Linked DNA regions of Mus musculus: all the other regions are linked to region 2. Evidence: chromatin contacts called from public HiChIP or PLAC-seq, Micro-C and promoter capture Hi-C data. All regions are on one chromosome and are shown on one strand. The core of a region is the stretch at or near the end of the contact, and the rest is flanking DNA. Distances in the headings are between cores, read along the strand shown. Region 1 holds the start of Ulk3 (unc-51-like kinase 3). Region 2 holds the start of Commd4 (COMM domain containing 4). Region 3 overlaps Cspg4 (chondroitin sulfate proteoglycan 4). Region 4 overlaps Ppcdc (phosphopantothenoylcysteine decarboxylase). Region 5 holds the start of Rpp25 (ribonuclease P/MRP 25 subunit). Region 6 holds the start of Cox5a (cytochrome c oxidase subunit 5A).

Region 1 (3,739 bases), core at 383-2,882, 430 kb after region 2:
GATTTTGTCTGGAAGCAATGGGACTGTTTTCCCTGAAAACAAATGGACTCATGTGCTTGGGATCATGGGCCAACCTGGGCTCACTGTACTGGGGATTTTCCACAGGCACCCTGTACTTCACTCCCTCCCTCTACAGGCTCCATGTGTATTGGGTCTCCACAACCTTGCCTTTCATGCTTGGGCTTCCTAAGTCCCCCAGTGGCTCTACTCTAGGTGAGCTGTGTTCTGGGTGGGAGCACAGAAGTCTCCCAAGTCCTCTTCCGGTGAGCTCCTGGTGTTCTTCACAACCGAGTCATGACCCTGTGCCTGCTACGACTCATGTGTGATAGCACCTTGTGCCCTCTGGGGGCCCTCCCTAGCCTCTCTTCAGACTTCTGAATGTACAGTAAGTGGGGTTGGTTGAGACTTGGGGGATGAGGAGGGGACGAAGACAAGTAAGTCAAGTCCTGCCCAGCCTCTACCAGTCTTGTGAGAGGGTAGATGTCTGCTTGTTTTGGCTTCTCTCCTCCCAAGGGACTCTGCCCCTCTGCCTTAGCTTGGCCCCTGCCTATCTTCAGCAATACTCACCTCTTAAAACGCTTAGGGTCTTTTGGAAGAAATCAGTCCTGAACTATGTCCTGCAGGCAGGACTGCCGAGCCTTCTTTCTGAGGGTTCTTCCCACAATGGAGTCTAGGTCCCTTTCTACTTGTCCTGGGGGCTCCACGGGTGTGTCACTGCAGTGGCACCTAAGAAGCCGCTGTGGAAACCTGGACCCTGTGTTTTGTCAGTACTGCGAGAGCTCACCAAGCTGGCCAGTCTCCTGCCCCTGGGAACTGGGGCCCTCCTGAGACTACCCTCATGCTGTCAGCCCTAGAGCCACCAAGTGGTAATGTCAGCCACCGGGGTTTTGTAAACTTCCTGGTATTATTTTCCTCCATGTACAGATGTATATGTCATGTCTCAATTTTTGTGCTTAAATAAAAAGATTTTCGGACAGCACTGGCCCTGATGTCAATGGTGGACTTGGGAGGGCTATAGCCTACTGAAGTACAGACTAAGGGCCTACTAAGATAGGTGAGGTGACAGTTAAGGTTGTTGGTGGCTGAGCTGTGCTGGACGACAGACCACTCAACTCTAGGGAAAGAGTTGAAAGGCAGAATCGAGGACCCTGGCAATGGCAACTTGGTCTCTTCCAAAGGCATTTAAATTGTTTTTCGCCAAGCATAGTGGCACATACCGTTAGTCCCAGCACTCCGAGGCCAGACTGCTCTACAAAGTAAGTTCCAGGAGAGCCAGGGCTACTCAGAGAAACCTTGTCTTCCAAAACCAAATAAACGAATGAATAAGGGCCAGAGCACGTGTGATGATCAGAGAAGAACTTGCTGGAGTCCGTTCTCCCTCGTCACCCTGTGGGGCCCTGGGATTTTCATATCCACTGCTTCTGGTCTTGAAGGGCAGGGAGTGAGCCAGGCTCTTCCTCCCGCCCCCTACGTAGGTGGTCTCTAGGATGCCATTCCCATGTGATCGTGTCCGCAGTCCTCGACACAACTCTACACCCACTAAAGCCTCAGTGTCTGAAACCTGCCTGGCAATCCTTGGCAGAGGGTGTCACCCAGCCCGCTGCCGGCGGGGAGGAGCCTCGGAGGGGAGGTGTCGAGCCGCGCTTCCGGCGGGCAGCGCCGGGGCCCTGCGGAGTCCCGCCTCGCCGCCCCTCGAGCGCCCCCAGCTTCTCTGCTGGCCGGAACCTGCACCCCGAACCAGGAAGCACCTGGCGGCGGGCGCGGGATGGCTGGGCCCAGCTGGGGTCTCCCTCGGCTGGACGGTTTCATCCTTACCGAGCGCCTGGGCAGTGGCACGTACGCCACGGTGTACAAGGCCTACGCCAAGGTGGGTGTGGGCGGGTCGTGCCGGAGGTGTCCCGGCGCCGGGCACCCGACTCCCGTGCCAGCCAACTCCCTGCAAGCCCGGCTGGGTCACGGGCCAAGCTGAGCAGGAAAGGCGACCGCCTTGAGAGCAGTAAGGCCACAGTGGCTGCCCAAGCTGGTAGAGGAGGCTGGAGCTAACCGCCCCTTTTAGGTTTTAAAAACAGCCACGCCAGTTTGGTCTGGAGGTGCGGGCGATGACCTAAGGGAATCTCTGTGTCAGTGGCTGAAGAACCGGCTCTGCACGGAAGTTGCCTTAGGGGCTGGGAGGAGTCTGGGGTCAGACTCCCAGGAGGCAGCACCAGTTAGAATGCAGAGTGGATAGCTCTTTAAATAGTGACATCCCCCGCCCCCTAACCCTCCCCGCCCCCCCTCTAGAAAGTGATGCGGTGGGTTAGAAGCACGGCGTTGGAGAACACTTGCTGGGGTGGGATTCCCGAATCCGGATGCCTCGTTGATTTGAGACGTGGAAGCTGGGAAACTTGGAGGTCCATGGAGAGTGGACAGACTCCAAACAGGGGAAAGTTTGCAGACTCAGAGCCCACTCCAGCCCATGGGGTCGGCCCCTTCAAAACAGACACCCCAAATTTTCTGTACCACAGAAGGATACTCGGGAAGTGGTAGCCATAAAATGCGTGGCCAAGAAGAGTCTCAACAAGGCGTCAGTGGAAAACCTCCTGACTGAGATTGAGATCCTCAAGGGCATTCGGCACCCCCATATCGTGCAGCTGAAAGACTTCCAGGTCTGAGCCCAGGAAGGGGTGCCTCCAAAGGCGGCTGGAGAAGGGACAGCGCCTAAAGCTGTCTCTCTCTCTCTCTCTCTCTCTCTCTCTCTCTCTCTCTCGCTCCCTTTTTTTGGGGGGGGTTCAAGACAGGGTTTCTCTGTATAGCCCTGGCTGTCCTGGAACTCACGCTCTCTCTCTTTACTTGCAACCACAGTGGGACAATGACAATATCTACCTCATCATGGAGTTCTGTGCAGGGGGTGACCTGTCTCGCTTCATTCATACCCGCAGGATCCTGCCTGAGAAGGTGGCCCGTGTTTTCATGCAGCAGTTGGGTAAAAAGCTTGTGACACACCCCGTGGCTTCTTCTCCCCTATCCCAATGCTTTGCAGTCTGCCATGTTGTGTCCCTAGCATCTGTAGGGAATTCAGGCTTCCACATGGAGAACATGATGTAAGAACCTTGTGGCATCTTCCAGGGCCCAGTAGGTGGAACCCAAGTGCTTTAGTGAGGGAGAATGCAACGTCCTTAAGGGCTGGGGCTTTTCTGGAGGCTCCTTGAAGGGAGGGTGGTTTTATGAAGGGTACAGAGAACAGGCACTTGGGAACTCTTAGAAGTAGCCAGAGTCTGTTGCTTCTATATATTCTGTAGCTCAGCCAGAACAGCGCTGCAGTAATAGAGCTGTACGGGGATAGGTGGAGGCCTGGGGAGGGGAGAGGCAGGTGGGAAAGAGGCTCTGACTTATTTTCTGGTGGCTGACTCCTCAGCTAGTGCCCTGCAGTTCCTGCATGAACGAAACATCTCTCACTTGGATCTGAAACCGCAGAACATCCTGCTGAGCTCTTTGGAGAAGCCCCACCTGAAACTGGCAGGTCTGCGTCTGGAACAGCAGGGTGGCAGTTCATTTAGAGTGGGTGAACAGTGAGCTCCTGGCTGTGCTGCTTCCTCAGCGGCCTGGTTCCCAGGGGTCGCTCTGTTAAGTCATTAGTGACAGATCAGGAGGTGTAGAGCTGAGCCCGGCGCCAAAAGGTAGCACCCATTCCCAGGCTGCCCACACTTTCTGTCCTGCAGGGTGGTGGGTGGAGCTAGGGATCAAGTCTGAATTAGAGTTG
Region 2 (3,793 bases), core at 298-2,797:
CAATCCCCTGCCCCAGTACTCACATCAATCCCCTGACCCAGAAGCTCCTTTAGCACCTGGCTACACAGCAGTCGCAGCTTCACAGAGGACTGAAAAGGATGTCCCTGTCTCAGCCAGACTGACCAACCTTACCCCTCACTGCTAGGGGACTGGCTGAAGGAGGGCCAGCCACGTGACCAAGGTAACAGAGCATGAGGCCCCATCCTCAGGGAGACTCCTTCACCACCCCAGCCCGCTTCCAGCTCCCAGTCCCAATCTCCTCCTTCCACCCTGAGCCTCTCTCCTCCCAACCCTAAGTAAACCAGTGCACTTAACAATTTTGGCCAGTGTGCTGATCTCTGCCAGGACCCAGTCGGGACAGTCCAGATCGCCACAGAACCGGAACCTCTGCAAGAGAGTAACGTGGGAAGGCAGGCTGGCGGTTGGGCTGAGGTGTGGCCAGGAATGAGTACTGTCTGGTCACCTGTTGTCCCCTATGTCCAGACTGTTGTGAATACTCTGCCCACACTGCCACCTGACCTCGTTCTGACTTTTACTCTCTGCATCCGTGGCAATTTTCCTTAAGTGTCTACCATGCTCCAGCCACAACAACTTGCCCGATTCTCCTTGTTACCCCAGCCCCACTTCTGCCTTCACCTTTGCTGGGCCCTTCCTGGTCCTAGGTTTTTCCAGGCTTGTTGGCAGTGCTGGGGCTCAAAGTCAGGGCCTCGGGCACATCTACCACCGAGCTACAGCACCAGATTCCACTTCCCATAATCTCCTAGTTAACAAAGCACTTTGGGCAGCCAGAGGGAATGCTCGCTATTTTGATAATAGTGATCCAAGTCCCAGTGAGACTTAATCTTTGCTTGTCTCGCTTGATCTTCACCAAGCTCTAGCGCGACAGGATGTGGCACTCTCAAGGAGCCTGGCTCATTCAGAGACTGCACGGCTGTTTCTTGTCTGAGGCTATTCTTTCTCTGCCTCCGCTTCTCATCCGGGTAACACAAATTACCCTTCACCGAGTTGCATCTTCAAGAGTCCTAACACTGCGCTCACGGTTCAGGAAAGCCTCTGCAGTTGGAGAAAGACCTACGGCTGCCAATTCTTGCTTCTGACTTGCCCTCCCCTTCTGCAGCTCGAATCCCGATGCCTGTATGGGCTGGACACTCAACACGCATCTCCTGAATGAATGGATTATGAATCAGAAAGCTTAACCCAATCCCAAAACCACTCCTTCGCTCAGGAAAGCGAGGAGAGGCTTCCTAACCAGTCCTAAGCATGTTTTCGTCCTGTGACCCGACAGTCAGGGAAGTGGGTGACCCAGGGAGGTCCCTTGGGGGCCGTGGAGAGTCTGAGAATCCGGGAGGTGGGACCCTCCGGCCCAGGGATGGACGCGAGGAAACGCGGCTGCGCCTGCAGACTCCGACGTTCCGCCGCGCCCAGGCAGGCGCCAGTGAAGATTGTCTCCTTAAGCTCCTAGAACCACCGAACCCCTTTGTCGCCCGATACCCAACTTCCCATCTTTCCCAATCCCTCACCATGATGTCAGGAGATCCAATCCAGAGCTTCTTCCGGCTTGACTCAGGTCAGCTGACTCTGTGATCACATGACACCTACTGGTACAGGGAGGGCGGACCGTTAATGTAACCAATTGAGAATGCATATTCCTCCAGGAACAAGCAGCCTCTAGCGTTTCACCGGGATTATCTAAACAGAAGGGGATGGGTGGAAATAATTCCATTAATTACTTGGAGGGAGGATCCCATGATCCACGAGTATTGAAGTGGGTTCCACGGTTTCCTTCTTAAGCAATACCGTTATAAAAAACTATGGACTATGACAAAATATTTTTTAATGAAAATCTTACTGACTGCCTAGGGCGTGAGGGCACGCATCTGAAATAACAACACTTGAGAGGCTGTGAGGCAAAAGGATCAGAAGTTTAAGACAGCCTGGACTACAGAGTGAGACTCCAAACCTAAAACTGCCCAGATGGCTTAGAGTACCACCCAAGTTCGAACCCCGGAACCTTGTATAAAGGTGGAAGGAGAGCGCCAACTCACAAAAATCGTTCTCGACACAAGTATGGCCACGCTTGCAGCACACACACACACACACACACACACACACACACACACACACACACACACTAAACCTTTCAGGTGCCTAGCACCCATGTAAAACTCTGGACTAGGGGGTGTAAATAGAGATAGGTGGATCCCCAGAGCTCACCAGCCTCTTAGTCAAACTAATCTGTGGGCTCCTAGTACAGTAAGAGGCCCGGGTTGGACAGGTAGGGGTGGGGGAGTGGAGCTCGAAGACACTTAGCAAATGATGTTGACCTCTGACTGCCATGTGCACACAGGGGCATTCACACACACACACACACACACACACACACCCCAAATCACCCACCTATACACTAAAACAAAAATATATTAATGAACATAAATAAGACACTATTAAAAATATGATGCACGTGCAGGAAATTATATGTAAGGGTGAAGCTAAAAGAATCTTCATAAACTGTACCCCTCACCCCCGTGTAAACATAACCAGTAACCAGATTAAAACAAACAAACCCAGAATGTTACTAGTACCCTCCCTCCTCATATCTCCTTCAAGTCTGGCTGTTTTTTAAAACTCCTTATTGATTCTTGGAGTTTCACATCATGCACTCCACTTCCCTCATATCCACCCTTCTTCCCCAAATAAAACACAAGCACAACCACACATACACATACAAGCACACACACACCACCACTACCAACAACAACAACAACAACCAAGCACAGAAAAAGTTCAACTTGGCCAGGCGGTGGTGACACACACCTTTAATCCCAGCACTTGGGAGGCAAAGGCAGGGTGATTTCTGAGTTCGATGCCAGCCTGATCTACAAAGTGAGTTCCAGGACAGCCAGGGCTACACAGAGAAATCCTGTCTTGAAAAAAAAAACAAACAAACACCCCCCCCCCAAAAAAAAAGAAAGAAAGAAAGAAAGAAAGAAAGAAAGAAAGAAAGAAAGAAAGAAAGAAAGAAAAAGTTCAACTTGGAAGCTGTAGTGTGTCACAGTGTGTCCCACAGTCTATCCCTCTGTCCACACACCTTCACTTGCAAATGTTCATTGCAATGAGTCATTGGTCTGGTTCAAGATCTCTGGCTTCTGCGACACCATCAATATTGGGTTCTCATCGGAACTCCTCCCAGTTACCCCGTTGTTGTTTTGTGTTATGGAGACCCTGCAACAGCAGGACTGGCCTTCACACATCTCAATCCTTCGCAGATGATACAGATTTTGGGGTGGGTCAATTCACAGACCAGGATCTGGGCCTGGGTGATAGCTGAGCTGGTCAGCCCACCAGATCTGCCCCATCAGCACCACCAAAGCAAGTTCTCCAGCACTGGTCCCGATAGGACATCCAATTCTTCCATTAGAAGGAGGCAGGGTCAGCTCTCCTGCTCTCATGGGGCCAGCTCATCCACCCCATGGTTCTACAACCAGCTCCACTGTGCTGCCCAGGTAAGGTGCAGACAGCTCCCCTGAGTGCTGTAGCCAGTAAGGGGCAGGGCCAGCTCACTCACTCTTAGGAACTCAGGGTCAGCTCTCCCAACTGCTTCAGGTGGCAAGGGTGAGGGAGCATGGCCCCTTGTCCTCCACCCCCAACTCCCCACCCCAGACTACTTTACAGCAGATGATTGGCAGGGCCAACTTTCCTATGCCCCTGCCACCAGGGCCAGCCAGCTCTATTGTGCTATGGCTGTGCATTTGACTTCACTTTTGTGATAGGACTTTTGGGTGTTTAGCACAAA
Region 3 (3,905 bases), core at 726-3,225, 270 kb before region 2:
TCCCAGCGACCACATGCTGGCTCACAACCATCCGTAATGAAATCTGATGCCCTCTTCTGCTGTGTCTGAAGACAGCTGCGGTGTACTTACATATAAATCTTTAAAAAGTGTGTGTGTGGGGGGGGGTGTATTCTGCAAAGGCATAGAATCAGAAGTGCAGTGTAGTTTAAGAGTGGTGCTTAGACTTTTTTGTGTGGGTAGAGCAGGCATTGAAGGAGTACTCAGCCTCCTTTGGGGTGGACCAAATCAGCAAACTGCTTAAGACCTGGGAGCCTGTGCTGCTAGGTATGGTGAGAGCGCCCTCTTGTGGTATATAGTGTCAGCTATAGCAGATCCTGAGCAAAGCATTAGCCACACGTGGCGACCGAGCCTGTTCTGCCACCTGAGGTCCACAACAGCCTGTGACCCCGTTTGTCCCCATCGTCTCTGTTGACTAGGTGGTCCAGGAGGCAGTGCTGCCTGCCGACATCATGTTCTCGTTGAGAAGCCCCCCGAACGCCGGCTACCTGGTGATGGTGTCCCACGGCGCTTCAGCAGAGGAGCCGCCCAGCCTGGACCCTGTGCAGAGCTTCTCCCAGGAGGCAGTGAATTCAGGCCGGGTTCTCTACCTGCACTCTCGCCCTGGAGCCTGGAGTGATTCCTTCTCCCTGGATGTGGCCTCGGGCCTGGGTGATCCTCTTGAAGGCATCTCTGTGGAGCTGGAGGTGCTGCCCACAGTCATCCCCCTGGATGTTCAAAACTTCAGCGTTCCCGAGGGCGGCACCCGGACGCTGGCCCCTCCTCTGGTCCAGATCACTGGGCCTTACTTCCCCACGCTGCCAGGCCTTGTCCTGCAGGTGCTAGAGCCACCGCAGCACGGGGCCCTGCAGAAGGAGGATCATTCTCAAGATGGGAGCCTCAGCACCTTCTCCTGGAGAGAGGTACCGGAGACACCTGCGCCTCCTCGGCTCTAGTTACTGGCACTGCTTTATGCTTTAATTTCAGTCTTCCCCTGAGAAATGGAAACGTTGTTGTTTACACACACACACACACACACACACACACACACACACTTCTTTTTTTTTTAAGAATGTAATATATATCATTGCTCTATTCAGACACACCAGAAGAGGGCACCAGATCCCATTACACATGGTTATGAAACACCATGTGGTTGCAGGGAATTGAACTCAGGACCTCTGGAAGAGCAGTCAGTGCTCTTAACCACTGAGCCATCTCTCCACATACACACTTCTTACCTGTGGAAATGTGTTCTAAAGGGATCTGTCTCCTGTACCTAACAATGGGACGTTAAGGGTGCTGGTCCCAAGATCCCTGTTGAGTCTTGGGCTAGCTGAAGCCTGACAACCAATCCTGGGTCTCCTCATAGGTGGAAGAGCAGCTGATCCGCTACGTGCATGATGGAAGTGAGACACAGACAGACGCCTTTGTTCTGCTAGCTAATGCCTCAGAGATGGACCGCCAGAGCCAGCCCGTGGCCTTCACGATCACCATCCTTCCTGTTAATGACCAACCCCCTGTTCTCACCACAAACACAGGCCTGCAAGTGAGTTCACTCCTGAACCTATCCCATCTCTGGTCCCAGAAAGAGACTAGAGTCCCTTCTCTCTGGCTCAGTGTCATCCTCTGTGAAATGGGTTCACTACCACAAACTTGGAAGGAGAGATGTGATACAGTGCTGAAAACAAAACGCAGTTGTGAGGTTTTGTTACTGGGCAGTCTTGGTTTAGAAAGACCATCCTTGACCTTGCCTGTCCTTGGACCCACCTGTTCACAGAAAGGTTTTCCCTCATGTCTCAGGCCCAAAATACCTAAAGAAATGTATTATAAGTCCTGTATTGTGGGCTGCAGGTTGGGAGCTCGAGGGTCACAGCAAATAAAGATCACAACGAAGCTTCCCTATATATAGGCTGAGGGTCTAGATAACTAAGGGATGCCTAAGTTGGAAATGATGTGTGGTAAATTGGCCACTAGGTGGCAATATCCACCCATGTTAGCCCCCTGGAGTCCAACACTGGTTTTAACTTACTCTCGGACTCTGGGAGGGAGAAGCAGCTCCTGGGTTTTAGAAGGACGTTTTCTGAGATGAGGGCCTCGTACCCAGAATGGCCTCAGTGACTGGCCCTGTGCCACATGGAACAGGGCTCTGGAAGAAGACCTTGCCCTGCGTGGGTGGGTAGCCTATGGGGCCTCCCCTGCACTGCACGGGTGGATTCCTAGCCGATTCAGCTAGGAATCAGGAATCAGCTCTCCGCTCTCCGCCTCCCTCCCGAGCTTCAACTGGCAGGAGAGCCTATTTCTAAGTGTTCTGCGCTGGCCAACACCATTGCCTCTGTCCTGTGCCCACCCGCGCCAGATGGTATATGCCATGGCAGGAGGAAAGGGAAGGCCCCCCCACCAGGGAGACCCGGCAGCACCTTTGGTCAGGGACAGGGATCTCTGAAGTAAGGACCAAACAGGAACATTTCTAGGCAGGAGGTTGTGGTCTGGCTTTGAGGTACAATTAAGATCAGGGCTGGTGGAGAAGGAACCTGCGTGACAGAAAAGGAGAATGAGAAAGAAGGCTCAGAATGGCACAGGTGTCCATGACAGCCGGGCAGAGCAGGTTGGGGGCCTGGTGAAAGTCCAAGGGCCAGGAGGAAAGGGATGGAAAGGACACAATGTGGACAGGACTTTCACGGTCTGTGTCCCTAGATCTGGGAGGGGGCCATTGTGCCCATCCCTCCTGAGGCCCTCAGGGGAACAGACAATGATTCGGGCCCAGAAGACTTGGTCTACACCATCGAGCAGCCCAGCAACGGACGGATCGCCTTGAGGGTGGCACCAGACACCGAGGTCCACCGCTTCACACAGGCCCAGCTGGACAGTGGGCTTGTGCTGTTCTCACACAGAGGTGGGTGCTGAGAGGGTTCTCCAGCCTCCTGGGGTGGGGGTACCTTGAGGGGAGGGAGCTACCTTGGGCCAACAGGACCCAGCTCCACCCACCCTGTGCTCAGGAGCCCTGGAAGGAGGCTTCCACTTCGACCTCTCTGACGGCGCACACACTTCTCCTGGACATTTCTTCCGAGTGGTGGCCCAGAAGCAGGCACTCCTCTCCTTGGAGGGCACCCGGAAGTTGACCGTCTGTCCAGGTAGGTCTGCATGCTGGCTAGCCGAGGCAGAATGGAGGATGGTAGCCCAGGACCCTTGTCTGGGCTCCTGTCAAAAGCTAACAGGCTCCTCCATGCTTCACAGAGTCTGTGCAGCCGCTCAGCAGCCAGAGCCTGAGCGCCAGTTCCAGCACAGGCGCTGACCCTCGTCACCTGCTCTACCGGGTGGTAAGAGGCCCCCAGCTTGGCCGACTCCTCCATGCCCAGCAAGGAAGTGCAGAGGAGGTCTTGGTGAACTTCACCCAGGCTGAGGTAAGGGCCTCACTCCTCAGCCACCACACAGACCCCAACCTTACCTCAGGTGGCTGCCAGCTGGAGCATCCACCTCACTGGCAGCTAGCTTCTCTGGATCCTGTCCCAGCTCAGGGTTAGGCCTCCAGAAGGAAGCCACAGCTGGATCCCAGAGGCTGACAAGGGCCCAGGAAGGAGGGCCAGAGGCACCCCAGCGGCTGGTGAGGGCATGAGCTCACTTAGGCTGGACAGTTTGGGATAAAGTTGAGCTTGGGACTCAGGAAAGATGCCAGAGAATGTAAGCAAGCTGGATGCAGATGAGTCCCAGGCAGAGTGGGCCAGTCTGAGGGACACTGAGATCTACTCTTCGGAGCAGAGTCCCTAGGGCACACCAGGACCACCGATCAAAATTATAATTTCCAGCCGCATGTTGAGGCTGACTGAGCGGCTGAGATGCCAGGGCTGTCGGTGCTAACTAGTGTGAGCCAGCAGTCATCACTCTTCACGGATTGGTCCCCACAGGGT
Region 4 (3,874 bases), core at 1,203-3,702, 260 kb after region 2:
GGTCACAATGGGCCAGAGACCCACTGCACCACAGAAGCCTACCTTGGTCTCCACACACCAGCTTCTTGCTCACACAGGGAATCTCCACGTAGCCAAAGGCCTTGAGCTGGGCTACCTGCTGTGCGGTGAGAGGATGCTCCCACATGGCAGTGTTCATGGCGGGGCAGAAGAGTAGGGGCTTGTTTAGGTCCCAGGCCCGGATGACACAGGTCTATAAAGAAGGGGAGTGGGGGGAGATGCTGATGCTCTGCCTACTAACCCTTCTCGGTCCTCCCAAATCCTCCCTACTGTCCTTGCCATGGTCAGCAGAGCAGCTGTTGCCTAGGGATGACGGGGTATCACCCATCTACAGAGATCTGTTCTTGCATCCTTGGGAGGGAGGGCTGTCTCTTCATCCCTCATCATTTCCACTCAGGCTCTGGCTTGGTCCTAGACACAGGAGATACCCAATCAGCACCCACAGTGACCCAGATACCTCCAACAGACCTCCATCCTGTATACAATGACCCTGCCCAACAGCCTAAGTCTCCACACAGGCTCACAACTGAAGGACAGAGAAGCAATCCCAGGGGGACAGGAGGCCAGCTTCACTATTCACTGGAAAGCTAGGAACCAGACTGTTCACGCTCTACTCAGCAACAGTTCTACTTCTGGGTAGCAACAGTTCTACAACTAAACTCTGAGAATGAAAACATCCAGCACACTGTACCCTTCGTCATCCATTATCTCAAGAACCCTTACTGTAGCCCTATAAGGAAGGTATTGTCCCTTGTTCAGAGATGGGCAAGCTGCAGCTCCCTGAGAGATAAACAGTTGTCCAAGGTCACACAGATACAAACAGCGACCTATACAGCCATCCTTTTGACTGGGCAGCCTCACCATCTCCCAAAGCCAGACCATACCACCAGGTCACACACCAGAGCAGACCAGTTCAGACCTTCCCTCCCTGATTATTTCCAACTCAGAGTCTTGAGATTTTGAATTCTGAAGTCATGCAAGCTTGATATCAAACCATGGTTGAATGCTAGGTATGGTGACATGCGCCTGTAATATCAGCCCTCTGGAGCCTGAGACAAGAGAATCTCAAGTTCAGGGTCAGACTGGAATACATACCAGGACCCTGTCATTTTTATTTTATTTTATGAAAAATCTTGGGGCTGGCGAGATGGCTCAGCTGGTAAGAGCACTGACTGCTCTTCCAAAGGTCCGGAGTTCAATTCCCATCAACCACACAGTGGCTCACAACCACCCATAATGAGATCTGACGCCCTCTTCTGGTGCGACTGAAGTCAGCTACAGTGTACTTATCTATAATAATAAAGAAATCTTTGGGCTGGAGCGAGCAGGGACCGAGCCTGCCAAGGAACTACCCAAGCCAAGAAGGGCCAACCGGAGCAGGGTAGCCCAGAGTGAGCAGAGGTCCTAAAAATTCAATCCCAACAATCACACGAAGGCTCACAACCATCTGTACAGCTAGCTATAGTGTACCCACATACAATAAAACAAACAAATAAATGAAAATCATTTTAAAAAGAAAGGAAAAAGTTGGGCACTGTAGCATACTCCTTTGATCCTAGCCCTAGGGAGGCAGAGGCATACACAGCTCTCCCAGTTTGAAGCCAGCCTGGTTTACATAGCAACTTCTAGGCCACCAAAGGCTACATAGATCCTGTTTCAAAATAAAATAAAATAATTTTTTAATTAAAAAGACTGTGAATGTTTTTAATGGTGGTGTGGTATAGTAGTAGTTTTTTGAGGCACAATCTCACGTAGCCCAGGTTGGCCTCTGAACTGACAATGTGACAGAAGACCTTCTACTCTTGGTCCCCTGCTTTCCTAAGAGCTGATGTCAGCGGTGGGTACCCCCAGGTCCCAGCAAAAATGCAAAAGCTTTCAACATTCTCAGCTGAGAGCCTGGTACTAAGTACGGGTCCCACAGCTAGGGTTCCTGCATTACCCCAGGCCCAGGCTTGGGAGGCCACAGACTGCTCCTGAAGAAACGGGTTTCCTGTGCTCTGACTTCAGCAGCCACCTCCTCCTGAGAGCTCCCGGGGATACAGCAACTATGACACCCCTGCTCAGAAAGAGTCCCGAGTCCCGAGTGCCCCTGCCCCCTCCTGGGACAGCAAACAGTCTGGAATCTGGTTGCTTGCCTCGTCCCAGGCATCAACATTGGTCTCCCACCAGCTCCTCTCAAGAAGACAAGCTGGCTGTGGGTGGACACCTTCAGTCACATTTCTTCTTGGCTCTGTGCTACCTGCTGCTTTGACAGAGTCATAAGCAAACCTAGAAAGGACCCTTGATGAGTGGTGTAGGAACGGGGTGGGGCTGGGCTCTAAGAACCCTCAAAACAGAGCATGCTGACCACAGCAAACTCCAACCTGTCTGCCCTCGGCAGGGCTACTTCCCAACTGTCTGACTCGCAGCTCAGTGTTTCCTGGACAAACCACAGCTCCTCTGAAGCAACTAGCAGTAGGAAGGGAAGAGGACACTGCCGCTCCAGCCAAGTGGCTGGCAGCATGCTGGGTGCCTCAGCCTTGGCCCTGGGAATCTGCTCAGGCATGGCAGACGGCTGGATCCCAGTCCAGAGACTAGCGTCAGACTGGCAACCTGGGGCATCGACTCCTCTTTCTGGACCTGACAACTTAGCACAGAAGCCAGGCCAGAACAGACGGAGACAGCCATCCCCAGGCATAGGGCCTGGAGAGCAGGACTGAGAACATCTAGCAGGCTCCTCTCCAGCATCCTTCCAATGCTGGAGACAACTGCCTGCAAAGAGGGAGCAGGCTGAGCATCCTTCAGGTCTCTAAGAAGATACTGAGGAGGAGGTGGCCACACCACCTAGAGTGCCAACAGCTCAAACCGTAACACCAGGGATTGTGTCAGACATCTGTCTTCAAGGGAAACTGAGGCAAATGCTTAGTTTGGGGAACATGTTCCACTGTCCAGCCAATTCTGAAGAAGAAAACCTCAAAAACAGAGGTGTAGCAAGCAGCCTGGAAGAAAAAAAAGCCAGGCCCTCAGGCCATGCCTGCAATCCCACCTGGGGAAGGAAGAGAGAGGGGATCAGGATTTCCAGGCCAGTTGGTCTACATGACATTATATTTGTTTTACATGTCTTGACCACATATATGTCTGTGTATCACAAGTGTGCCTGGTGCCCACCAAGGCCAAAAGAAGATGCCAGATCTCGAGACTGATGTTACAGACAGTTGTGAACCTCCACGTGGGTACTAGGAATCAAACCCCAGTCCTCTGAAAGAGCACCCAGTGCTCTTAACCTCTGAGCCATCTCTCCAACTCAGCTCAAGACTGTTTCTAATGGGGGAGGAGCAGCGCATATAACAGCAATAACAATAACATCAACAACAAGGGGGGTGGCCTGCATCTTCAGAGGGAAGGAGGAAGCCTAAGAAAGTGGCTGGGGTTCAGCTCTGAGGTTGGAGTGTTTTATCACATCAGCTGCTGCTAACCTCCCAATGGGAGCGCAGCAGGGTGCACGGCTGAGTACCCCCTCTCCAGTTTCTACTAGGCAGTGACAACCATGCTATACCCAGCTCTGCTTCCCTGTCCTTCCCAGTCTGCTCCTGGCCACAGCATCAGGGAGGGTGTTCCTCCCATCCTATATTCTTAGTCTAACAATGCTTGGGTCACCAGCAGCTTCCCAGAAGAGCGCCTCATAAGCAAATAAGGATACTAGTGTCCGCCTTTCTTTTACACACCATCCTGGGAAATGAGTGAGCCTGGGGTTTCCCACTCACTACACAAGCACTCTGCCACAAGCACTCTGCTCCAGCCCTCTTTACTTTCTTTAGAGATTCATTCTGTAGCCCACCAGGCCTTGAGATTTTGATCCTCCTGCCTCAGCCTCTCA
Region 5 (3,727 bases), core at 1,079-3,578, 350 kb after region 2:
GTCCCCTTTTGGAAGGTTCCTACCTATCTCGCACGATTCCTCCTCTGGCCTTCTTCCCATCCTGGTATCGCTTCTCATATACCCTTCCTCTTCATCCTCCTCACTTAATCTCCTTCCTTCCAGCCTCCCGCCTTTCTCCCCTCTCTGACACCACGGCTTCTTCACGGTCCAACCGGTTTCTTCGGCTCACCGCCTCTCTGCCAGTTCTGGGCTTTCAGGCTGCCAGCATCGAGCTGTCCCCACATCCTTTTCCCCCATCACCTCCCCACTTGCACAGCCGGCAGGCGATGGAGAGAGCTGACAGCGTAATGAATGGCTTCAGCTGTAATTAGCGACCCCGCGGCTAATCACGATGTGCATTTACATTTTAAGTGCTGCTGAGGGAGCTGGAAAGGAAGCGATGCGCGGGCGGGGAACCGGGCCTTTTCTGCGTTCTCCCTCCACAGGAAAATAAAGTGAATGGGAGAGTCTCTGGCAGAGGGTAGTGGTACTGGGAGAGGGTGGCGGTGTCCTTGAGGGCCAACTTGGGTAGAGGCACAACCATTCACTCTTTTCAGAACAAACCTGCTGCCCCCAGATCTTCCAAATTGTAGTGTACGGCCTACATGATTTCCAAGTTGTTTAACCCAGGCTTGCATACTCCAGGGAACGCAGAGCTCTCTTCTTTTCCAACCAGCACATTCCTACATAGCTTCTAGTCTTTCTGGAACTTTTTCTCAGATCAATCCAAAACTGCCGACTTTAAGTCCACCACTTGCCTGAGTGCACTCAGTCGTGGGGTCTCCCCAAGGTTGGGACTCCAGAGCCTGCTTCTCCCTGTGAAATCTACAAGAATTAAGATTAGATCCAGGGCAGAGTCCCAGTTCGGGGCACACTCCTGGAGTGTGAGCAGGAGATTGGAGCCAGTCACTCACACTTGAGGTAAAAATAAAAAATAAAAAGTCCAGCTGCTGCAGCCACACTCCAAGAAGAGATGAGATATAAGCTCGTTGTTCTGAGCTGAGGGGCTGAGAATTGTCACAGATAGCAAAGAGGAAGAGGAGGGCCGGGCAGCTCTCCCCCTAGACTGATGCTGTGCTCATCCAAACACCATCTTGCTGATACTTTGAGAACACCGTTCCTTACAGTCCTCAGTGCGTCTTCCTTCCCGGTGCTTCCCACGTCTGTCTGATTCCCTCCCTGCCTTTCCATGGAAACGGGATTGAATATTGAGGGCGTGGCCCCAGGCCAGGGTCACTCCTTATTAAACAGTCTTGCTTTGATCAGACCTCATCTTTCTACTGCCCACCTCACCTCGCAGCAGAGCCCGAGCCTCTGCTCAGATTCAGTGGAGTTCCCAGAGTTTGCAAGTACCCGCCCCCACACACACACATTCCGCCAAGGCACTCCACCCTGCCTCCCACCTCTTAAAACCTGTCTTCTCTCAGTCTCCTTTTAACAAAAACAACCCTCTGGATTTCTAGAGGCCAAGGCTGACTGGCAAGGAATTCCACCTGGAATTGGAAGTCAGGAATCCGGCGTTAGCTCGGGCTGAGCCACGCTCATAAACATGTATGCAGCTCCAGTAAAGGACTTTCAGGCATGAATATAAGAATTTAACGCCTTGGAAGAAATGGTCTCCTGTTCCCCATTCACTTTAGGCTGGCCCAACGCATCACTTCCTGCATTTCAGAGGTGCATAGGTGCCGGGAGCCTGGAGGTATGATCAGGAGGAGCAAAGCTTAGTGTCTCTCTAAGCAGCTACGCAAGGACCAGGCCACGACGTAGCGGTCCCAGCCCAGGGAAGGCGCTGCGTGCAGCCGCAGCCAACGCCTCCCACTCTCTGCTGACCATGCACTGGCTGCCCTTGACGCAAAAATATAGTAAGAGAACGGGAGGGAGGTCCCTGGAGGGGTGGAGTAGCGAAGCCCCAAAAGGTGGTTTGGAGATCTCTTACCTAGGAGGGGTCTAGGGATGCCCTTGCGCTGGAACCCCGCAGGGCTCAGGGACCAGGCTTGAGTCGGCATTTGAACCTTAAGCATAGTATTTATTTAGGTTGTTCCTGCATAAGGTCTGGTTCAGGGAGAACAGATGGTGACTTCGGAGAACTTCACCTCCCAAATCACCCGTGGCTCTGTGACCCCAGCCGCTGAGCTCCAGCGCTGGATCCCAAAGGCTGGAGGGACTGGGACAAGTCACGCAGAGTTGGGGCGGGTCCTGGGCGAAGGGGCGGGTCCTATCTGGCTCCCAGGCGGAGCTTCTGCTAAAGGCGCGGAGCACAAGGTGCCGAGGGCGCAGAGTAGAACATCACTACCCTGTAGAAGTCTGGGCTGAAGACTGCACGTTCCCAGCCCACCCTCCAACCTTCACTCGGCGCCGGCACCCCAATCCCTGCCAGCTCTCGCCCGGCACGACCCGCGGCCATGCAGCCCCGGGCTTGAGGCGGCCCCATGGCAAAACCTGCGATCCCAGCGACGACGGCGCATGGAGAACTTCCGTAAGGTGCGCTCGGAGGAGGCGCCGGCGGGGGACGGTGATGAGGGTGGCAGCCCGAACTCTGGCCCTTTTGCAGATCTGGCACCCGGTGCTGTACACATGCGGGTCAAGGAGGGCAGCAAGATCCGCAACCTACTGGCCTTCGCCACCGCCAGCATGGCGCAGCCAGCCACGCGCGCCATCGTCTTCAGTGGCTGCGGCCGGGCCACCACCAAGACCGTCACGTGCGCCGAGATTCTCAAGCGCCGCCTGGCGGGCTTACACCAGGTCACGCGGCTGCGCTACCGGAGCGTGCGCGAGGTGTGGCAGAGCCTCCCGCCTGGGCCCACACCGGGTCAGACGCCCAGCGATCCGGCCGCCAGTCTCAGTGTACTTAAGAATGTACCGAGCCTCGCCATCCTACTTTCAAAGGACGCACTGGATCCACGACAACTTGGCTACCAGCCTCCGAACCTCAGTCCTGGTCCTTCGTCCCCTCCTACGGTGTCGACGTCCAAGAGGAGCCTGGGGGAATCTGCTGCTGAAGAAGGCACCGCTAAGCGGTCTCAGCCTGAGCCAGAGGCTGAGAATGAGGACAGGACCGCCTGAGAATTCTCGCCTCTGAGCCACCCAGACCGACTGAATCATATATCTTCAACACTCCTGCATACCTTTCAACACACGCACCTTTCATACCTGGGTTTTAAGGGGCCCATGTTCCTGGACACCGGTCCTCAGAATGACAGCGCGGATCCCAAGGCGACAGGAGAGAGCTCAGGAATGAGAAGAGAGGATCCTTGAAGTCCAAGGAAACTTTGTGGGACATGTTACCAGAAGCCACAGAACACCACCCACACCTTTGCTAGGCCGTCTTTTTTAGGGAAGCATGGTGGGTAGTGGGACTCTTGAGCTTTCTTGGGGACCCAGACGTTAAAAGCACCCAGTATGCATGGATGCTGACAGTTGAGGCTTTAAAAATCATCTTTGCTGTTAACTGAGAGCGGGAGCTACGGAGCTGATTACTTGAGGATGGCCAAGTTGAAAATGTCCGGACCCTATTCTGCACCCCCACACACACACACACCCTAGCAATTCCCTTTTAGCATCCCTCCCCCACCCGCCTTGCATGATGGCTGAGAGGGGACTTAGGACAAAATCTGCCATGCTTCCTCCCCGAGTCCTGCTGGAGTCTTGCTTCCAATAAAACAAACGTGAAAATGGCTCTGTCTTCAGTTTTGTTCTTTTTTTCTTTTTCCTTACCCACTCGCCTGTG
Region 6 (3,898 bases), core at 981-3,480, 360 kb after region 2:
GACAGGTTTTCTCTGTGTAGCCACGGCTGTCCTGGAACTCTCTCAGACTCAGAGATCTGCCTGCCTCTGCCTCCCAAGTGCTAGGATTAAAGGTGTGCACTGTCCACCCTCAAGCCCAGCAAAATAAAAAAACTTTATAAAGCTATAGTAGCAGAAAGGCAGTCAGAAGTTCCTTCAATGGGTGGGGGTGGGGATAACCATTCTTGGACTGAAAGTTCTGGAACTAGAAAGTTGTGATGATTACACCCATGGCTATAATAAACATCAACTGAGTCTGTATCTTTAAAAAGGCAAGTGTTACTTGTGAGTTAAATCATTCTAAACAAGCACTCCGCCCCTGAGCTACATCCCTGGCCTTTTAAAAAAATTATTATTAGATATTTTCTTCATTTACATTTTAAATGCTATCCCCAAAGTCCCCTATACCCTCCCCCCGCCCTGCTCCCCAACCCACCTACTCCCTCTTCTTGGCCCTGGCGTTCCCCTGTACTGGGGCATATGATCTTCGCAAGACCAAGGGCCTCTCCTCCCATTGATGGCCGACAAGGCCATCTTCTGCTACATATGCAGCTAGAGACATAGCTCTGAGGGTACTGGTTAGTTCATATTGTTGTTCCACATATAGGGTTGCAGACCCCTTTAGCTCCTTGGGTACTTTCTCAAGCTCCTTCATTAGGGACCCTGTATTCCATCCAATAGATGACTATGAGCATCCACTTCTGTATCTGCCAGGCACTGGCATAGCCTGGCCCTTTTGTAAAAAACAAACAAGCAACAACAAACCCACTTTCTTCCTTAAATTGTTTCTGTCACATATTTTGTTGTATCAATTTAAAAAGTAACTAAGAGCTGGTGAGCCAGCTCCTTTAATCCCAGCATTCAGGAGGCAGAAGCAGACAGGCCTCTGTGAGTTCAAGGCCTGGCAGGGCTACTATGAAACCTTAGTGTTCTATTGCTGTGAAGAGACCACAGCAACTCTTATAAAAGTAAGCATTTAACTGGGGCTGGCTTACAGTTTTAGAGATCAGTGTCCATTATCATCCAGGCAGAAAGCACGGCAGGAATGGTACTGGAGAAGTAGCTGAGAGTTCTACATTTGAAGGTAGCAGGAAGAGAGAGACTCTGAACCTTGCATGGGCTTTTGAAACCCCAAAGCCCACCCCCAATGACACACTTCTTCCAACAAGGCCACACCTTCTAATCCCTCTCAAATAGTGCCACTCTCTGATGACCAAGCATTCAAATATATGAGACTATGGGAGCCATTCTTATTCAATAACTACCACACCTTATAACCAAAAATAAAATTAAGATAACTAACATATGTCCCATAATTGGCTCAGAGAAGTCAAGATTAGGAAAGCCAATTCATGGATTCATACTCGTTTAATCAAGGTACATTTTTTTCATTTTTCGTTTACTTATTCATCCGTGCCTTCATTTCATTTGTAAAGTTTATTTACATGTATGTGTGTGAGTATATAGCACAGCACAATGTGGGTACTTGTGATGTCCAGAAGAGGGTGTCAGATTCCCTTGGAGCGGGAGTTACAGACAGTTGGGAGCCACCTGATGTGAAGTAAACGTGAGTCCTCTGAGAGCGCAGAAAGTTAATAAACTATTAACTACTGAGCCACAGAAAGCACTTTATCCACTAAACCGTCTATCTTCCTAGACCCTAAACAACGTAATTTTTGAGTCGGTTTCCTAATGGGTAAAAGTAAATAATTGGGCTTTAGTGGGTGGGGGAGGATCATGTGACCCAGGCTGTCCTTGAATCCCCTTTCCCCCTGCCTCCAAAATGTTGATTATTGTCTTGAGTCACTACTCCCAGTATGATTTTTTTTTTTTCTGAGACTCAGGTTGCATAAGAGAGCCTGAAATTCCTAATACTTAGCCTGTAGAGGGCTAGAATTATAGCATACACCAACGCGCGGGGGCAAAGCGGTTATTCTTATTATAGTTTGCCGTTATTATCGCTACAATTCCAAATTGTGATAGTCTCCTCTGTTGGCGATTCCAAATCCACATTGTCCATTGCTCACCCTGCCTTTCCTCCCACGCAGGAATGTTCACTACGGTCACCCGGGTCATCGGACCAGCTTTGGCGCGGCGCCGACGTGGTTTGTCCTCCACGGCCGCCGTAGCCGCCGGCGACCGCATGGCGCCCCACCCGCTTCCGTAGGCGCGAGCTCCGCAGTGGGCCGGCCTTATGCTCCGCCCAGCGTGCGTCGCTGCGTGAGTCCGGCCCCCGCGAACTGCTGTACCGCCCGCGAGCTCACACCGGCTTCTCGTCAGCCTCAGCCAGTGCGCTGTGGTCGCCGTCATGCTCGCCGCTGCCCTCCGTCGCTGTACCGCAGCCGCGGCTGCCCGAGGCCTCCTGCACCCCGCCTCGGCTCCCAGCCCCGCCGCCGGTAAGGTCCGCGCCCGCCACAGCCCTCGCTCGCGTGTCCTTGCTGTGACCTGGGCTCCCGCCGCCACTCGAGGGCAGGCTCCCTGGCGGCCTAGCCTTTGCCCTGCGAGCCGGCATTGGAGCCCGGTGACCGCAGTGCGTCCGCGGCCGTCTGGAGTCGTGTAGGAGACTCCTCCGGGCCTCCCTCCCCGCCACTTCCTGATGCCGAACCCGCGGCCAGTCAGGTGTGTGGACTTGCCGGGGTCGCCGAGGACGAGCTCAGCACTTCCTTTCAGTCTCTGGGCCGTGACCGTTCCCTGCGCTGACCCCGCAGCCACCTGACCGGGAGTGGCCCCCGCCGGCCTGCGGCATCTTGGCGAAGGTGACATTGAGCCTCCGGGCGCGCCGCCCGCCTCTGCGTTTCCTAGAACACAATTTGATTCCCCAGTGGGACACAATACCCTTTTAGCCCTGATCAGGCAATTCTCTGCTGGCATTTTTGTGTCACCTTCATAACTGGGTACGGCCACGTTTGAGGACTGTTGAGCCACATTTTAGCCCTGCGTTTCAAATAGATAATTTAAAGTGTGGTTTCTTGCGGCTTGTAAGAGAGCCTGAACATTGACAAATATTAATGGAAAGAATGATAACGTTTACAAGATTGGGTACCAAATACTGAGGAATACTGGGTGTACAAACATGGGAAAGCTTCGTGGATTCCCCTCCACCCGTTTAAAATGAGAAGCTTCAGTGCTGACTTATGAAGTATTATGTTTGGTTGCTTGTTTCCCCTTCTGTGTGATCAGGAGATTTTGTGTCCCATCACTGTCCACCCCCATTGCTGAGGGGGAACCAAGGGCCCTGCATTGCTAGATAATTGCTCTGCCACTTGGTGTGTTCTCAGACCCTCTCCACTTAGCACGGTACATCTATCTTACTTTTGGTTTTGTTTGGTTGTGGTATGTGTCAGCTGTGTAGCCTGGCTGTCCTGGAACTCTTTGTAAACCAGGCCGGCATCGGCCTAAAATAAATAGGAGTATTTTATTTTAGAAACAGGGCCTCTATAGCCCAGACTAGACTAGAACTCAGAATGGTACTAAAAGGGCTATCGAGGAACTTATTGCATTCCTCTTGCCTCCTAAGTGCAGGGATTAACCTTGGGAGCCACCACACCCGGCACAGGCATTATACTTTAATCACAGTAGTTGTGTGCTTGGATCCTGGTCTGAGATACATTAGTGTTTTATGAGATTTAGTTCATGTGTGTAGATATAAAAATAACTTAGCCAGGTACGTTGGGACCAACACTCACAGGGAGGTTTAAAAAAGAAAAAGAAAAAGGTGGATCTCTTTGTGTTCCAGTCTAGCCATGGCCTCACACACAAAGAAGGGCCTCAGACACTCCAAAATTGTTTCCTTGATTACTGGAACCTAAAGAATTTTTTTTTGGCTTCATTTAGTTTGTCTTTTGTAAGGCATTGTATTAACAACAAGAGAGTCGACTGT

What was found. Promoter capture Hi-C pulls out the DNA fragments that hold promoters and counts their contacts. A called contact is a pair of places that touch in the nucleus more often than the background predicts. HiChIP or PLAC-seq counts read pairs in DNA pulled down with a chosen protein or histone mark.
Region 1: a contact with region 2 is called in an H3K27ac HiChIP or PLAC-seq map of embryonic stem cells, with 5 read pairs. The contact joins the promoter of Ulk3 here to the promoter of Commd4 in region 2. A contact is called at or near these places in 2 of 39 promoter capture datasets (the C10 cell line and pre-B cells), 1 of 15 datasets of contacts at CTCF or cohesin (pro-B cells), 2 of 115 datasets of contacts at active chromatin or transcription factors (embryonic stem cells and microglia) and 2 of 9 other capture datasets (adipose tissue and embryonic stem cells).
Region 3: a promoter capture Hi-C map of neural stem cells shows a contact between it and region 2. The contact joins the enhancer-like site here to the promoter of Commd4 in region 2. A contact is called at or near these places in 7 of 39 promoter capture datasets (the 3T3-L1 cell line, 3T3-L1-derived adipocytes, the C10 cell line and 4 more), 3 of 15 datasets of contacts at CTCF or cohesin (the NIH/3T3 cell line, embryonic stem cells and pro-B cells), 5 of 484 Hi-C or Micro-C datasets (the N1E-115 cell line and embryonic stem cells), 12 of 115 datasets of contacts at active chromatin or transcription factors (the 230-238 cell line, bone marrow-derived macrophages, embryonic midbrain and 6 more) and 4 of 9 other capture datasets (adipose tissue, embryonic stem cells, liver and 1 more).
Region 4: an H3K27ac HiChIP or PLAC-seq map of acute myeloid leukemia shows a contact between it and region 2, with 3 times the contacts expected there. The contact joins the enhancer-like site here to the promoter of Commd4 in region 2. A contact is called at or near these places in 7 of 39 promoter capture datasets (the C10 cell line, the HPC-7 cell line, cranial neural crest and 3 more), 14 of 484 Hi-C or Micro-C datasets (the Ba/F3 cell line, the G1E-ER4 cell line, Th17 cells and 9 more), 25 of 115 datasets of contacts at active chromatin or transcription factors (the 230-238 cell line, the HPC-7 cell line, T-cell acute lymphoblastic leukemia and 15 more) and 3 of 9 other capture datasets (adipose tissue, liver and pancreatic islet).
Region 5: a promoter capture Hi-C map of the SN4741 cell line shows a contact between it and region 2, with 5 times the contacts expected there. The contact joins the promoter of Rpp25 here to the promoter of Commd4 in region 2. A contact is called at or near these places in 13 of 39 promoter capture datasets (the 3T3-L1 cell line, 3T3-L1-derived adipocytes, the C10 cell line and 8 more), 9 of 484 Hi-C or Micro-C datasets (bone marrow-derived macrophages, embryonic fibroblasts, embryonic stem cells and 5 more), 13 of 115 datasets of contacts at active chromatin or transcription factors (the 230-238 cell line, acute myeloid leukemia, bone marrow-derived macrophages and 6 more) and 5 of 9 other capture datasets (adipose tissue, embryonic stem cells, liver and 2 more).
Region 6: a Micro-C map of embryonic stem cells shows a contact between it and region 2, with 1.9 times the contacts expected there. The contact joins the promoter of Cox5a here to the promoter of Commd4 in region 2. A contact is called at or near these places in 7 of 39 promoter capture datasets (the 3T3-L1 cell line, 3T3-L1-derived adipocytes, the C10 cell line and 3 more), 1 of 15 datasets of contacts at CTCF or cohesin (the NIH/3T3 cell line), 16 of 484 Hi-C or Micro-C datasets (B cells, the N1E-115 cell line, Th1 cells and 9 more), 18 of 115 datasets of contacts at active chromatin or transcription factors (the 230-238 cell line, the SCID.adh cell line, T-cell acute lymphoblastic leukemia and 11 more) and 3 of 9 other capture datasets (adipose tissue, embryonic stem cells and liver).

The regions. Positions count from the first base shown.
Region 1 is chr9:57,587,820-57,591,558 of GRCm38.p6, forward strand. It overlaps Ulk3 (unc-51-like kinase 3), which reads left to right and starts at 1,633. Exons shown (of 16, transcript NM_027895.1): 1 at 1,633-1,867; 2 at 2,505-2,645; 3 at 2,842-2,962; 4 at 3,395-3,499. The coding sequence starts at 1,766. It overlaps Scamp2 (secretory carrier membrane protein 2), which reads left to right. Exons shown (of 9, transcript NM_022813.3): 9 at 1-979.
Region 2 is chr9:57,156,752-57,160,544 of GRCm38.p6, forward strand. It overlaps Commd4 (COMM domain containing 4), which reads right to left and starts at 1,548. Exons shown (of 8, transcript NM_025417.2): 1 at 1,521-1,548; 2 at 316-387; 3 at 24-89. The coding sequence starts at 1,523.
Region 3 is chr9:56,889,621-56,893,525 of GRCm38.p6, forward strand. Cspg4 (chondroitin sulfate proteoglycan 4) reads left to right here. Exons shown (of 10, transcript NM_139001.2): 4 at 438-920; 5 at 1,370-1,546; 6 at 2,695-2,893; 7 at 2,997-3,131; 8 at 3,235-3,401. Among named protein-coding and RNA genes, the nearest start is that of Cspg4, 26 kb to the left of the region's middle. Within about 2 kb of position 1,976, at least 34 of the 459 cell types and tissues checked have an H3K27ac peak or open chromatin away from gene starts, as enhancers often do. A contact at or near this core is called in adipose tissue, bone marrow-derived macrophages and neural stem cells, where this site is marked.
Region 4 is chr9:57,415,044-57,418,917 of GRCm38.p6, forward strand. It overlaps Ppcdc (phosphopantothenoylcysteine decarboxylase), which reads right to left. Exons shown (of 7, transcript NM_176831.5): 6 at 43-211. Among named protein-coding and RNA genes, the nearest start is that of Ppcdc, 23 kb to the right of the region's middle. Within about 2 kb of position 2,453, at least 30 of the 459 cell types and tissues checked have an H3K27ac peak or open chromatin away from gene starts, as enhancers often do. A contact at or near this core is called in the HPC-7 cell line, acute myeloid leukemia, bone marrow-derived macrophages and 2 more, where this site is marked.
Region 5 is chr9:57,501,774-57,505,500 of GRCm38.p6, forward strand. It overlaps Rpp25 (ribonuclease P/MRP 25 subunit), which reads left to right and starts at 2,329. Exons shown (of 1, transcript NM_133982.1): 1 at 2,329-3,674. The coding sequence starts at 2,464. The coding sequence ends at 3,063.
Region 6 is chr9:57,519,002-57,522,899 of GRCm38.p6, forward strand. It overlaps Cox5a (cytochrome c oxidase subunit 5A), which reads left to right and starts at 2,231. Exons shown (of 5, transcript NM_007747.2): 1 at 2,231-2,414. The coding sequence starts at 2,327.